Regions from separate parts of the Triticum aestivum genome. Here region 2 is linked to region 1. The links are chromatin contacts, called in public Hi-C maps. All regions are on one chromosome and are shown on one strand. Each heading gives the region's core, a stretch centred on a gene start, on an enhancer-like site or on the middle of the called end of the contact. The rest is flanking DNA. Distances are from core to core; before and after follow the strand shown.

Region 1 (7,839 bases), core at 1,998-4,497:
TCTATCGATTTGCCCACATGGAAGGAACGGAATGCATCCGCAAATTGCTTGACAGGTACAAAACGATATGGCCTGTCACCCCTGTACCAATATTGCTCCTGGTCTTTCTTTGATGTCACCTTTTCAGTTATTCAGAGATTTCAGTACCATTCTCTTTAAGAAAAAACAGAATCACAGCTGTAATAAGAATTTACAGATGAGACACACACCTCCTGTAAAAAGTCAGCAACACCCTTTCTGCCAGGGCATTTGAAGCCCATGAACTCAAAGAACTCGAGCACATTTTCTCGGGGGCCCTGGTACACAACCTGCCCATCAGAGAGGAGTATAATGTCGTCAAACAAGTTGTATGTTTCAGGAGCTGGCTGCAGCAAGGAGATGACAGCAGTTCCGCCTAGGATGTGGATAGTCTGCCTGAGAGAATTCACAATCTGGTATGTGGTTGAGCTATCCAGTCCAGTGGATATCTCATCCATGAACAGAGCTTTTGCAGGTCCGACAAGCATTTCACCTGTGCATTGAAGATACATGAGTCGATTAGGAATTTCTTAAATAAGACTATTTTACTGTGATGAAGAAGGTGCAAGTCTCGGATTGCTGTACAAATATAAAATGAACCTCATTCTTGGTGAAAATATATATACCTGTTGTGACACGCTTGCGTTGTCCACCAGATATACCCCTTAGCATCTCATTGCCTACCAACGTGTCAGCACAAATATCGAGCCCTAGTATCTGCAGTTACATACAAGAGTAACAGACATGAGAAGTCATCATTCTATTAATACACAAATGTACATAAGAATCATCCTTGCGGTGCTTCAGCTGGACTCATAGGTAGCAGACTATACCTTGAGTATGTATTCTGTCACAATACTGGATTCTTGCCCTCCCATAGCTGAGGCCTACAGGGCGTAAGTAACGAAACAAGTGTTAACAAATTTACTGATAAACAAGTCTTGTTCAAATGATTCTCCTCAATCCTAAGCTAGCCACATAAACAGCTTTAAGAAGCATAAAATGCTCTAAAATGTGATGACATCCTCACCTTCATGTAGACATCGATATCATGATCGGGCTTGATGTTCGCTGCCTTTTCCCTTCTCGCCAGCTCAGTAAGCATCTCTAGAAGAAGCAAAACAGCAAAGCTCAGAGCCTATCGCCACTATGACATAGGAGTACTAAGATAAGCACATTCCCAATAATCAGGCAGCAGCATACCATATCTAGTGCCAACACCTTGGCACCGAGCCGAGAAGGCCAGCGTCTCCCTCACGGTCATCTCCCCGATGTGGAGATCGTGCTGGCTGATGTAAGCGGCGGTCCTCTGGGGAACGAACTCGTCCATCGCGTGGCCGTTGTAGGTGACCTTCCCGGAGACCTTGAGGTCCTTGTCGAGCTTCCCTGCCATGGCCAGAAGAAGCGTGGTCTTGCCCGAGCCAGGAGGTCCGAGCAGCAGCGTCATCCTCCGGGGCTTGATGATCCCGCTGACGTCGTGGAGGACGGTCATGGCCTGCTTCCGGCTGGGGATGACGTGGAGCGCGTTCCCGACGGCCTGGAGCACACCGAGCAATCAACAGACTTAGATATCGAGAAAGGGCACGGTTCTTCCAATGGCGTAGCATGCGGTGGCGCTTGCGCTGGCGAAACGAGGTGGACGCGCACGCCATGGGGTGGAGGTCGGACGATTTCGTGGCGTGTATGGGGGTGCGGTGGAGGTTCCCCGAGGTAGGGAACGACCGTGGCGGCGCCGTGCCGGTGCCGGTGCCGGTGGCCATCGGCGGAGGTTTTTTTTTAATTCTTTTTGAAGGGGTGGCCATCGGCGGAGTATTGTTTTGAGTGAAAAGTCGGGCAGGAGCGGCAGGCTCTGTGGCGGGCCGAGCCCGGCGTCGCAACGGTTTGGACTCTTGTTGGCCTACTTTACGCTAAGAAATTTAGTACACTCCTAAAGATCCTTTTTCTTGTCTAAAATAAACATTTATCTTTGGAACAGAAAATTATTAGTAGGACTCAGTACAATTGAAAGGAGAACGAATCAGGAGTTGAATATTATTAGGTGGCGGCTAGGTTTAATAAATCTGGAATTTTGAAGTCAGAGAAAAAGCCTGGAAAGCGAGACACGGTCAGAGTAATATTTTGTGCAGGACAAGTGGTCGAAACGGTAGTAATTCTGCAACGTGTGCTTGGTCGTTTGTGAAGCCAAGCAAATATCAGGCGCCGAGAGGCGACTCACCTACCGCATTGCTTGGTAATGAGCCAAAAGCATACAGCTCGCTCGCAAGTTGCAATCGCAAGAACGAGAAAACAAAGCCCCTACTTGGCTTCAATTCTCGCAGCGTCGCTGTCGAGCAGTGTATATAACCATAAGAAAAACGAGAGTGCACTGTCACTCGCCTCCATCGCGGAACCAGCTGCGCCAAAAGCAGCCCATACTCATCGACTAACTGGCCCTACCATGCACCAGTGCTCGGGCTCGGCCAAGCCAGGACTGATTAGTTAACGGAGCAGGTCATCATTAACTATGATCAACATGCTTGTTCGAACGGTGTGGAGAACAAAAAAACAAACAAATTGAAGCTAAGCCGCCATGGACTGTGGCATCCGTTTTGCAGTGGAACTGAACTTTTTGTGCAGGCGGCTTTACCTCGAGGGTGTTGGTGACGGAGTTGATGAGCGTGGGGAGGCCGCGGTTGCCGACGCGCACCTCGGCCTCGATCTCCAGCTTCTCGAACCGCACCTCGATTGTGGGGTAGTCGATGCCCACCCTGTCCATGCGCTCCTTGAGCTTGAGGAGGAAGTTCTCGTGGTCGTCGTCGGCCGCGCGGACCAGCCGCTCGATGAGCGCCCGGCTCTCGTGGGCGCCCAGCCGCCCCACGTCCACCTCCACCTTCTCCCCGCCGTCCTCCACCGTCAGGATCCCGCGCCGCACCCGGTCGTACGTGGGCAGCCGCTCCAGGGCCGCCCACCGCAGCGCCTCCTCGTCGTCCTCCTCCTCCTGGAACCGCGACGACGTCCGCGAGAACACGTCGTCTCCGCGACGCCATAGCGAGCTGTCCCGCCGCAGGCTCGTCACCCGGTGGATCTCTCGATCCATGATCCTCGCCTGCCTGCTCACTTACTTGCCTTCTTCTTCTTCGTCGTCTTCTTCCTCCCTTGATCACTCTCTGAGCTGGCTTGGCTTAGCTCTGTTGCGCAGCTCCTCCTTGCCTTGCGACAGGGGGCTGTTTTGGCTTGGGGTACGAACTGGTACGAAGGGAGCAGACGAAGGCGTCCCTATATATACGCCCAGGAGAAGAGAAGGGAAGGGAATGGTTGAAGCTGGTGAGGAGGAAGACCACGCCAGCGAGCCACATTATCGAGTTTCGCCTCACCTACCTTGAGCGAGTCCTTGACCTGGACACATTTTGTGCAGGTCCGGTGCACTGTGCGAGCTTGGACCCGGCACGGGATGTGGTCGTCGAACTGCTAGATAATGAAACTGAGCTTTCGAGCTAGCTCTTCATTTTTCACGCGCGTGTTTAGACCTGGGCGGGGGAGCTTCCTGGCATCAGCGGGGCTTTTGTCTCTGCGTCGAGGCCGAGGCCGAGGCGGGCAGTGGTCAACATGCATGTCTCGCAATTATTCGGTTCGAGGCTGCTCTTGCCGCGATAGGTTCGTTTGGCCAGTGATAGTATGATATTACGAAGAGGGCAGCCACTTGCAGCTGCAGAGTATACTACTACGACTACTACTAGTCTCTGATTGTTAATTATAGTGTCTACTTTGGATGGGTGTGGTTAAACAAATCGAGTCCAGCTAGGACGATAAGGCCCGGCGACGACAACGGCGGCTACGACCGTCGGTTCCTCCATCCAACGCCTCACCCGAGATTGCATCACCCATTCATTTCGTTGGGGTGGCGACATGAGCAGTGACCGATACATTATTCATGGCCACCCAATCAAGTGTAGAAAAGTCTTTTCAGGCGAATTCTCTCTCCAGTTTGTCCAATTTCTCCCCCGCAAAAAAAAAAAGTTGGTCCAATTTCTCTTCGTCCATTGGTTTATCTTATCTTTTCTTACATGTACTGATGATGTGCATTTTAACTAATTTCATATTTTTATCTCGGGTCGCTTTCCCACGGAGAAATTAAGATCCAGATATGGATTTTTTTAACACGATACAGATGCAGACGCTCGTACATAAGCACATACACTCACCCATGAATGTAAACACACTCTATCTCTATGAGCACCTCTGAGAGACTGAGCTGACAAATCATATTGAGATTGACGAAGCCGACCCAGACACCTTCATAGTCAACGTGAACGTCTCCTCTCACTAAACGCACATCGTCGGAAGGCCTGGAATAAAATCAGAAAAATGCGAGCACTAGCGTTCAGTGTAGGACTTGAACCATGGTGGATTGGGGATAGCACTGTCTTCCTAACCATCCAACCAAAGATTGGTTCACGAAATTAGTTTTGTTGGCAATGCTAGACTACGTCAAGATTGGAGTTTCAGAAGACATGTTCGAATTTTTAGAGAGAAGGCTCAAGACGAGCCCGATTTTGAATTAGCAAAGCCGTCAACTGGTGAGGAATCACAACCAACAACAAAAGTCACAACGGCCAAATGATACAAGAGGGGCTGACTAGATCGAAAATACATAGGAGCACTCAGGTGCCCTATATTCAAAAATAATTTAGTAATTAAAAAAAGTCAAAAAAATCATGAAACTTTTTATGGAATCAAACATGACCAAGTATTGCACTCTTATAAAAAGATTAGACATGGAATGACCTTCATTGTATCTAGGGTCAAAGATTTGGCAAAAAAGGATAGATACAAGTACTATTCATGCTATATTGCCGTCATATTTTTTCCCTGAAGCCAATGGGAACCATTCCTTGGTAAAAAATGTTCCAGGATTTTTTTGACCTTTTTTTGAATTATTAAATTACTTTGAATATAGGGGGTGGAACACCCGAGTGCTCCTGATGCGCTTCCCGAACTAGATAGCATACAATTCGATGCACATTACAAGCACAAAAGTAACTAAAAAAGAAGAGGTGCAATGTTCAGGAAATTGGTAACTGGTAGCTGCTCAGTTGACTTGGGAGTAGCGATTAATGGTGAATTGGCCTATTTACTGGATTGTCGATCATTAATAGTTAGCTTAAATAGGAAAATACCAACATATATCCTTTTAATGTATTATACATACTCTCATGCTCTTAGTTATGTAATATATCAAAATATGCTACTGTAGGCATATAAAAAGCATAAATAAGATGTGACATTGTTAGTCCTGACTATTTAGGAACAACTTTAACAATTTAAGAGATATGAAAATGCTACTTTACACAAACATAATGTTTGATCTCTTTAGTGTGGACAAAATCTGTCGAAGGGTTATTGAGATTCCCAAGCTATTTATCACATCTGTGTAGGAAATATGTGTTCTTTTTGCATAATTTTGGTTTAGCTATGTACTAACAGATCTGCAAAAAGCTCTACACTCACAAAACCAAAATATCCATATTGGTTGACTACATAGCATGCACATTTAGTTATGCTTGATGACAAACCAACACCCCATAAACATGCAATAATTGCAAAAGCTTGCTCGGTTGCAAATGTTGATGTCTGTTATCAACAAAAATAAAACAATCCGAAACAATAGTTCCATTGACTAATCTACAAATCTTTAATTTGCAGTCTGCTAACCTTAATTAATTATGCTAATAGTTGTGAATGTTAGATTCTCCATCTAAAGAGAGGGAGAAGATGGCAGTACCTTGCTTGCCGGTGATGCCACGGAGGAAGAGACTGGGGAGCAACCGCCCGGAGGGGATGGGCAATAGCCAATGAGTCAGGCGACGGGGAGCAACCCACGAGAGAGGGTGGGGAGCAGACGACCCGAGGATGGGGACCAACCAGGCGACCGAAGTGGCGGGGTTGCTGGAGCGGTTAGCATGGTGGCTAGCATCGGCGAGGGCCTGACCAGCCGCCAACGAGGAGCGGGAGGAGAGTCGAACCCTAGCTACTGAGGATCGAGAGGGGCAAGGTAATCAATGCATTCATGGACATCATCATATGTGAACTTCACTCCATGTCTATTAGATGTTTGGTGCTGCCTATATATACCCCCACCTATTTCATCAACTCTCTTAGAGCAACCAGAGCGAAGCATACACTTTCCATATCCATTTTTCTGAGAGAGAGAGCTCCATACCCTGTGTTAAGATAAAAAAAGATTGCACTCCAAACATAGAACTTTGATCTCTAGCCACCTTAATTGCTTTCCACCCAAATCCCTCTCTGAAAAAATAGCCAAATCGGCGAGCGAGTGTTTGAGTATTGAGAAGACTATTTTTTGAAGCACAAGAGTAAGGAGTTCATCATCAACAACAACAACATTTATTACCTTTTGAAGGGTGGTGCCTTCTACATCGATTAGGCGTGCTTGGGAGCCTCCAAATCTTTGTGGGGTGAACCAAGAAGTTTGTAAGGGCAAGTAGATCGCCTACTTCATCCCGAGTGAGCCTAATCCTTCGTGGACGTAGGCCGTGGTGGAATAGGGAAGGTTGTTTCTTCGTGGACCCTTCATTGGTGGAGCCCTCAGTGGACTCGCGCAACCATTATTCTTGGAATTGAAGTCTCCATCAACGTGGGCGTAGGATAGTACCATCTATCGGGACCACGGGTCAAAATCTTTCGTGTCACCATAGCGTTTGTATATCTCCAATCCCTTCATCTAATTACTATCACTTGCAATGTCATTACTTTTCGCTACCTATGATTAGACTTGCATGTGTAGGGTGTTTGTAGACTTGCTAGAATTGCTAAAATCTCTCAAGACCTAAATTTAAAAAAATGATAGGTTTTTAATTGGGTAATTAGTCTAATCACCCCCTTTAAACCTACCAACGATCCTACAACCCCCCTCCTCGCGTTGATTCCTAAATCAGATTAATTAAAATCGAGCTTACTCTTTGTAACTTGACTTATCCATGTCGCACTTGACATGGAATCATTCTTTCCTTTTAAATGGAGCATGCATGCATCCATGAAAACATCATCTGGGACCCCCGCGTCGTCCTCCCCCTAGGGCGACTCGGGCGGCCAGAAACCTAGCCGCCGCCGCAAACTCCCTCCTCCTCTCCCTCCTCCGCCGCCGGAAGACGCCGCCGGGCTAAGCCCGGGGGCCGACGGCGGTGGCGGGGATCTCCTCTCTCGCGCGTCTCCGGGGTGGGGCGGACCCCAAGGTGTGCGGTGGCGCGACCGATCTGGGATCTGCGACGCGGCGGATGGCTGCAGGCGGCGGGAGGCCGGCCCGTCCTCCGACGGCGACGGCTTGGCGATGATGGCGCTGCGGATGGCCCTTCGGGCGGCGACGGCGGCTGCGGTCGGCTGCGGCCAGCTTGGCTGCGGTGGCGTGCATGCTGCCTTCAGATCGGCGACGGCGGCGTGGAGGGCCTGGTGGTCTCGTCGGCGGCACCTTCGATCAGATCTGTTCTGACCGGTGCAGCCGACGGTGGTGGTCATCTCTTCCGTCAGAGGTGGTCGGCCTGAGGCTGGGTGTTCGGATCTCGGGATCCGTCATCTGGCACCAGCTGCGAGTCGGGGAGACGTAGTTGCCGGTGAAAACCGAGCCGACGGCGGGCGATGACGGTGTTCCACGTCGTTACCTTGATGAAGGCATCTTCATGTGACTACCGTCGACCCACTCGTATTGCTTCGGGGGAAACCCTAGGATCTGGTGTTCCAGACCAGACGATGGCGGCACTGCGGTGTCGTTCTCTCTTGGGAGCATCGTTTTGTGGAGCAGCGCTGAAAGTCAGAGGCAGGAGGTGG
Region 2 (7,839 bases), core at 2,923-5,422, 170 kb after region 1:
GGAGAAACTAAGATGGAGTCTGGGATTTTCTTGTGGTGTGGCGGTGGACTGTCAAGGACAAAGTGGTGGGCTAGCTTTGTGGTGGAGAGAGCATATAAATGTTACTGTGAGGCCATGGAGCCAGTACTTTGTGGATGCGGAAGTGGTCTGGGAAGGGAAAACTTGTAGAATCACTGGATTCTACGGGGAACTGGACGTGGAGCATAGAAAGAAATCTTGGGACGCCATCCGATACCTAAAACGATAGGATGCACTTCCATGGTTGTGTGTCGGAGATTTCAATGAAGCGCTTTTACAAACTGAACAGAAGGGTGGTAACCAAAGAAGCTTTCTGCAGATGGAAGGTTTTCGCGACTGCCTGGTCGACTGCGGCCTTGCAGACTTGGGTTTTTCAGGCTATCCCTACACGTGGGATAACAAAAGACAAGGTGATGAAAATATTCAGGTCCGTCTCGACCGGGGAACTTGCAATGATGATTTCCTAGCATTATTCCCGCACACACACGTCCAACACATAATTACCGAGGAGTCGGACCATGTCGCTTTGGTGGTTCACATTCTGGAGACGGCTCCAGAACGGGGACACCTTGTCGCATGACAGTTCAGATTTGAGGAGGCATGGTTAAGGCATGAGAGCTATGATTCCATGGTAGCTGAGAAGTGGTTGGAAGTGGACGATGGGGAAACGGGGCTTTCGGCAACCTGCGGCAAGCTAGGAAAGCTCACGGCGAGCATGCAAGAGTGGGGGCGTGTTGTGTTTGGCTCGATCCGCAATCAAATCAAGCAGCTAAAGGTACAGCTAGAAGATGCAAGATTCAGAGCGTTACGAACTGGGTATACTACGGAGGTGAGGGACATAGAAGAACAACTTCGAGAAGTTTACGCTCGTGAAGAAGTAATGCAGCGTCAAAGGTCCAGGGTTGACTGGTTAGCTGCAGGGGACATGAATACAAAATATTTCCAAGGAAGAGCATCACATAGGAAGCGAAAAAACACGGTAAGGGCACTGATACGTGAGGATGGATCGAAGTGCATGGCAGATGAGGAAATGCGCGAGATGGCGGCAAAGTTCTATGAAAATTTGTTCACTTCAGAGGGGTCGGTAGGAGCGCAGGAACTGCTTGATAATATACCAGCTGCTGTTACAAACGATATGAACCAGAAACTAGTGGCACCGATTGCAGACGAGGAGATAGAGAAAGCTTTGTTCCAGATGGGGCCTACGAAAGCTCCAGGCCCCGATGGCCTCCCCGCCCTATTTTACCAGCGACACTGGTCGCTTGTAAAAACGGAGGTTTGCACGGTGGTCCGGGAGTTTCTTGCAGGACGGGCAGCATCGGACGCCTTTAATGCAACTGTCATCGTTATGATACCAAAAGTTAACTCACCGGAGTTACTTTCGCAATTTCGCCCAATTAGCATGTGTAATGTTTTATACAAAATTGCAGCAAAGGTGTTGGCGAATAGACTAAAGGTCATTCTACCGATTCTTATTTCTGAGGAACAAAGCGCTTTCGTGCCAGGGCGTCTAATTACTGATCATGTATTTGTGGCTTATGAGTGTGTGCACGCAATCAGGAAAAGGAAAAGGAAGAAACCCTTATGTGCGGTAAAGCTGGATATGATGAAAGCGTATGATAGGGTGGAGTGGAGTTTTTTGGAGCAAATGTTGGGACGTTTTGGCTTTGATACAGCTTTCAGCGTGGTCATGAGGTGCGTGACGTCGGCAAATTTTATGGTGAAGTTAAACGAGGGGTTGTCTAGGTTGTTCACTCCCTCTCGAGGTCTAAGGCAAGGAGATCCACTGTCCCCGTACTTATTCCTTTTCTACGTGGAAGGTTTCTCTGCACTCTTGAAGAAGGCCCAAGATGAAAAGCTTATTAAAGGTGTGTCATTTGGAGGCACTGGCCCGCAAGTGACACATCTCCTGTTTGCAGATGATAGCTTTGTCTTTCTTCAGGGTTCTGTTGATAACTTCCAGGCATTGAAGAATATCCTGGGTAGATATGAGGAGGCGTCGGGGCAAAAGGTTAACCTTCAGAAATCGTCAATATTCTTTGGTAAGGGGTGCCAGCAGGAGTTGAAGAATTCTCTCAAAGAAACTGTTGGTATTGAATCTGAGGCGTTAAGTGAGAGGTATTTGGGCCTCCCGACAGTGGTTGGTAGGGCAAAAGATGGAACGTTCAAATATGTGACAGAGAGTTCGAAGAAAAAAGTTACTGGATGGAAGGGGCAAGGGCTGTCAAAGAAAGCACGGGAAGTTCTTGTGAAATCCGGGCTGCAAGCCACTCCAGCATTTACCATGAGCTGTTTTCACCTCACAAAGAAGATGTGCCGGAACTTGACATCTATCTCCTCAAAATTCTGGTGGGGGCGGTAAATGGTGAATGCAAAGTGCATTCGATAGCCTGGGACAAAATGTGTGCAGCGAAGCGTGATGGTGGCATGGGGTTCAGAGATCCCGAGGCTTTCAACCAAGCATTATTGGCTACACAAGCATGGCGACTGTTGAGAGTTCCCTCTTCGCTATGTGCACGCGTCCTAAAAGCAAGATATTATAGTGAAGGGGGAATCATGAATGCACACATGTCCAGATGGTGGCTCATACACGTTCCGAAGTATTCTTCATGGGAGAGATCTCCTCAGAGCCGACTTGGTGTGACGAGTTGGAGACGGCTCCACCATTAATATACACCATGATCAATGGATTCCGAGGAGTGGCAGCTTGACACCACTGGGTGCCGAGTATGTCCCGGGAGTCACAAAGGTGAGCCACTTGCTTGACAACTCGGGCACAAGGTGGAATGAGCAGGTAGTGGACTCGATGTTTTCTCAGGATGATGCGACTGATATAAAACAGATTACAGTTGGAGGTCCCGGTACTGATGATTATCTAGCTTGGAACTTTACCAAAGATGGATACTTCACGGTGAGGTCAGCGTATCATCTTCGAGTGACGATGAATCATGCAAGGACGGGAAGACAGGCGTCATCTTCTTCGGTTCAGCGCCACAAATGTTGGATGGCAATGTGGGATACCTCAGCCCCGGGCAAAGCGAAGATCCATATGTGGCGGTTGCTGCGGAATGGGCTTGTCATTGGACACGAGTTACAGCGAAGAAGTATAAAAGCGGGTGTGTTTTGTGCTGCGTGTGGACGTGATGAGACGATCTATCACAGGTTTTGGGGATGCCCTCATTCGGTTCTCTTTTGGAAAAAGCTGCAGTCAGAAAAGGGAATTTCGGTGGCGATCCCACCGTGTCAGTTTGATTCTCAGAGTGCAGTTTCTCGGTGGCTTCTCGATTGGTTCGCACAGGCAGGAGGGGAGGAGCGAGCCGTGATGATCCAATCCATCTATGCCCTTTGGCTAGCTCGAAATGAGGCGAGGGATGGCAAACGGATCGAGGATCCACATGAAATAATGAACCGGGTAGTAAGGCTTGTGGAGGAGTGGAAGGGGATACATGACAAACCGGTACCTCCTCGCCAATCAAATTTACGAGTGAGGTGGGAGGCGCCCGAGGAGGGATGGATCAAGGTGAACGCCGATGGGGCCTTTTCCCAAGTCCGTGGAAAGGGAGGTGCGGGTGTTGTATTGAGAGATCACAATGGGGCTTTTATAGCTGCAGCATGTGAGGTATTCGATCATGCGGCTTGCCCGGAGAAGACGGAGGTGCTAGCATGTCGACGAGCTATCTCCCTTGCTACGGAAGCGCAAGTGCAGAATCTACATGTTGAACTGGATAACAGGGCAGTAGTGGCGGCGATCAACAGAAGGGAAGAAGATCTCTCAAGCTTGGGGCCATGCATTGAGGAGATCAAGAATATGCTAAACCAGTTCATGCAGGTAAAGGTCACGTGGACCAAGCGAGAAGCTAATGGAGCTGCGGATAAGCTAGCTAAAGTAGGATTACGTGATGGGATTTGTAATGTGTGGTGGATTGTGCCACCTGATTGTATCCTTCGGACCATCTCGGAAGAGATTCCTAGCTATACTTGAGTAATAAAGCGACATTGATAAAAAAAAAAGGGACTGGCACCGTGGCACGGGACGACGACAGACACGATCTCCTCTCCCGCAAAAAAATAAAGAAAATATGATCTCCTCTGCGCCGTCCATAACCAGATCGGACGGAGCGCATACCATCGGGCCCCACCAAGGCTGGTTGGTCCCCGTGCAGACCACGCACACATCTTCTCCTCCATCGCGCCTCTACTCTCTCTCCTTCCCCAGTCACCGATCCAACCATCGCAAAGAGAGAGAGAGAGAAAAAAAAATCCCCGATCCAGCACCGAGCTCGCACCGGTGGAGATCGTGGTGGGAGGATGTCGTCGGACTACTCGTCGTCGTGGGCGCGCGCGCTCGTGCATATCTCGCCCTACACCTTCTCCGCCATCGGCATCGCCGTCTCCATCGGCGTCTCTGTACTCGGCGCAGCATGGTGAGACCTAATCTCCCCCCTTCCCAGCATAGCCTCGCTGGATCTGCTGCCCGCATCTGCTCACACTGCCGCGCTGCGGTTTTGCTGTTGGCAGGGGGATCTTCATCACGGGGAGCAGCCTCATCGGGGCCGCCATCAAGGCGCCCAGGATCACCTCCAAGAACCTCATCAGGTGAGGAACCTCTAGAGCCTTGCTAACCTGGTGGGCCTGATTTGGCTCGACGCCGTCTCCTCTGCGCTGCGGTAGCTAGATTTGGCCTTGCTTGGTGCACTGTGAGCTCCTGATTTTGTTCTACCTTGAACTTGATGATGCGTGGTTGCGTCCAGGAGGGGTTCTTCTGTTAGTTAGCATTGTGTTGCATGAAATTAAGCGGCGGATGTTTGAGTAGAGCAAACTACCTTGCTTCTGGTGATAATTTATTCAATTAGCTTGGAGGGACCAATATTCCTTCCATGGTGGATTGCTTTAAGGTGTTAATACGATGAGTTGACTTACATCTCTTGGTAGGAAGAATCGGACATTATCTCATTGCAAACTATCCATGGGTAAGTACACTGATGATATCCTAACAAATGCCAACGACAAGCAATTGTTATTGCCTAGCTGAAATTTATATGTTTTACATTTTAGCGAGACCGTGCCCTTATTTGGTGCCCCCCCCCCCCCCCCCCCCCCCCCCGCGACTCATTTTGCCTTTATTATGGTATAGTTTGTATGTGTACACATTGATGCGTCGTGTCCTCATCTGCTTCACTTCTCCTTGCTCCTTGACACTTAGCATGTGAACAAACTTTCGTGGTTATGATATAGATCCTTATGTCCATTGTTGTGTCAGTCACCGATCCTGAATCCTCATGTTTCCCACTCGATTAGTCTCGTTTTAATAAACTAAGTTAACTGTTATGTAAGCCGTGACAATGATAGATAGAAAATCAAAGCAGGAGGCTCATTTTCTTTTCTTGTTTTGCGGTTCCTCTGTTATGTTAGGGCCATCAAGTTCTTACAGTGGTCGTGTGGGATCTGGTCTAGTTCCTTAGTTGGTCTTTATTATTTTATTCGTCATTGAACCTGTGTTTGTGGCTTTTATTGTTCTCTTGTTTTGTTGGAGGGCATGTTCGTTAGAATTGTAACAGCGTAACAGAGTGAAAAATAGAGTGTTTCACTGTTTTGGCTTTACATCTACAATTGGATGTAGCACAAACATCTTCTATGCCGCTAGAGGAAGAAGCATGTTAGTGCATATGATCTACTGGAGAAACATTAGTCTGATAGAAACCTGGGAGCTAGACTGCCATTTTGTTGGCCAATGACAAAGCCTTTCAGTCCCAAACAAGTTGGGGTAGGCTAGAGTTGAAACCCATAAGATCTCGAAACCAAGTCATGGTATTGGCAGGTGGATAGCTAACTTCCACGCACCCCTGTCCATGGTTAGTTCTTTGGTGATATTCCAGTTCTTAAGATCTCTCCTTCCGGACTCCCATGTCAAGTTTGGTCTACCACGACCTCTCTTGACATTATCAGCATGCTTTAACAGCCTTCTATGCACTGGCGCTTCTGGAGGCCTGCGTGCTATATGCCCAAACCATCTCAGTCATGCTGGACAAGCTTCTCTTCAGTCGGTGCTACCCCAACCGTATATCATCATTCCGGACCTGATCCTTTCTTGTGCGGCCACATATCCATCTCAACATGTGCATCTCTGCTACACAACTGTTGGACATGTCACCTTTTTGTTGGCCAACATTCTGCGCATACAACAGCGCAGGTCGAATCACCATCCTATAGAACCTGCCTTTTAGCTTTTGTGGCACACTCTTGTCACAAAGAACGCCAGAAGCTTGGCGTCACTTCATACATCCAACTTTGATTTGATGGCTCACATCTTCATCAATATACCCATCCTTCTGCAGCATTCGCAGCATTTGGATCTTGTGAAAACATTTGTTTTTAGCTATAACCTTTTAGTCAGTTTGCTCATTTCAACTCACCATGGTTATTTGGGCTGAGCCAATGTACGCATGGATTACTAGTTCTTGGGATTTGTTAATAAACAAGCACAGAAAAATTGGCTAGACCTCTATAATTAACATGAGCCCCTCAAATAAGTTCCATGTCTGCTGTCAAGAATGCTTCTGACAGCATTTGGATCTTGTGAAAACATCTGATGGGTTTATGCTTGCATCTGCTTATTTATGCTTCTTTCGAGGCAAGCAACCAAAACCACATGGGAATTTTAGCAAAAATGGTTGGCTAATGCCTCCATCTAGCTTTATATTGGAAATTTATATAACGTTAATTCTCTTCTGATTGGCATATCGTGGATATTCCTTTTAACTTCTGATACACATGCATCCCATTTGCTTTACAGTGTCATCTTCTGTGAGGCCGTTGCAATTTATGGTGTAATCGTGGCGATCATCCTCCAAACAAAGCTTGAAAGTGTGCCAACATCCCGAATGCATGATCCAGAGTCTATGCGAGCTGGTTATGCAATCTTTGCCTCAGGTCTTATTGTCGGCTTTGCTAATCTTGTTTGCGGGTAAGTGGTAGAATTCACATTTTATTTTCATATATATCATGATCCATGGCTCAAGATGATCAAATTTTGAATCTTCAGGGTATGCGTGGGAATAATCGGAAGCAGCTGTGCACTGTCTGATGCCCAGAATTCAACACTCTTTGTAAAGATCCTGGTGATTGAGATCTTTGGCAGTGCTTTGGGCCTCTTTGGAGTGATCGTGGGCATAATCATGTCAGCTCAAGCAACATGGCCAACGAAAGTCTAATTCCATCCATCTGGGAATCTCTGTAAATTATTTTGGGTGAAGCCCTTTGGAATGTCAACATGTGTTCAACTGTTTCTTATCTATTCTTTTCTCTTTTGCACGTTTTTGGTAAATCACGTATTTTGGTGCTTGATGCATCTGATCGTAGAGATACTGTTCCTACTGTAAAGACTCCATATGCCTGCCAGGTATCATCTTGTAGGTGCTATTGCTTTTGCAGAACGTGGACTGCCTGTTGAATAAAAGCATTGAACTTGAGAATAAGCATTTAACTCTGCATTAAGTCCTCGTGGAAGCCCCGTTTGGATCGCCAGAGTTCTGAGGGGCACTTGCCTAAATTAAACCGATGGTTTATTCTCTTGTTTCAAAGAGACATTAATGATGTTCTAGGGCTATTTTGCTGCCATGGTCGTTCGATTCATTCAAGAACTATTCTTGGGCGTTGGTTCCCTAACATGTGTGAAATAAAAGACAAGAGACTTGGACATTTTGGTAGCTAGAGTATATATATAGAAATAGAAGGCAGAGACTTGGACCTTCCAGCCGGGTCCGAGCCAAGTCGTCCTGGCAGATCGGACGGCTCGGAGCCACCCGGAGAGGCTCGGACGGC

The links. Hi-C and Micro-C count contacts between places; a contact is called where the count stands out from the background.
Region 2: a contact with region 1 is called in a Hi-C map of leaf, with 4 times the contacts expected there. The contact joins the promoter of LOC123078541 here to the promoter of LOC123078540 in region 1. A contact is called at or near these places in 2 of 5 Hi-C or Micro-C datasets (both in leaf).

Annotation. Positions count from the first base shown.
Region 1 is chr3D:301,595,271-301,603,109 of IWGSC CS RefSeq v2.1, forward strand. It overlaps LOC123078540 (ABC transporter G family member 37), which reads right to left and starts at 3,248. Exons shown (of 20, transcript XM_044501085.1): 1 at 2,645-3,248; 2 at 1,222-1,555; 3 at 1,049-1,125; 4 at 852-905; 5 at 645-735; 6 at 210-511; 7 at 1-119. The coding sequence starts at 3,094.
Region 2 is chr3D:301,762,575-301,770,413 of IWGSC CS RefSeq v2.1, forward strand. It overlaps LOC123078541 (V-type proton ATPase subunit c''2), which reads left to right and starts at 4,173. Exons shown (of 4, transcript XM_044501086.1): 1 at 4,173-4,442; 2 at 4,537-4,614; 3 at 6,812-6,982; 4 at 7,061-7,493. The coding sequence starts at 4,327. The coding sequence ends at 7,229.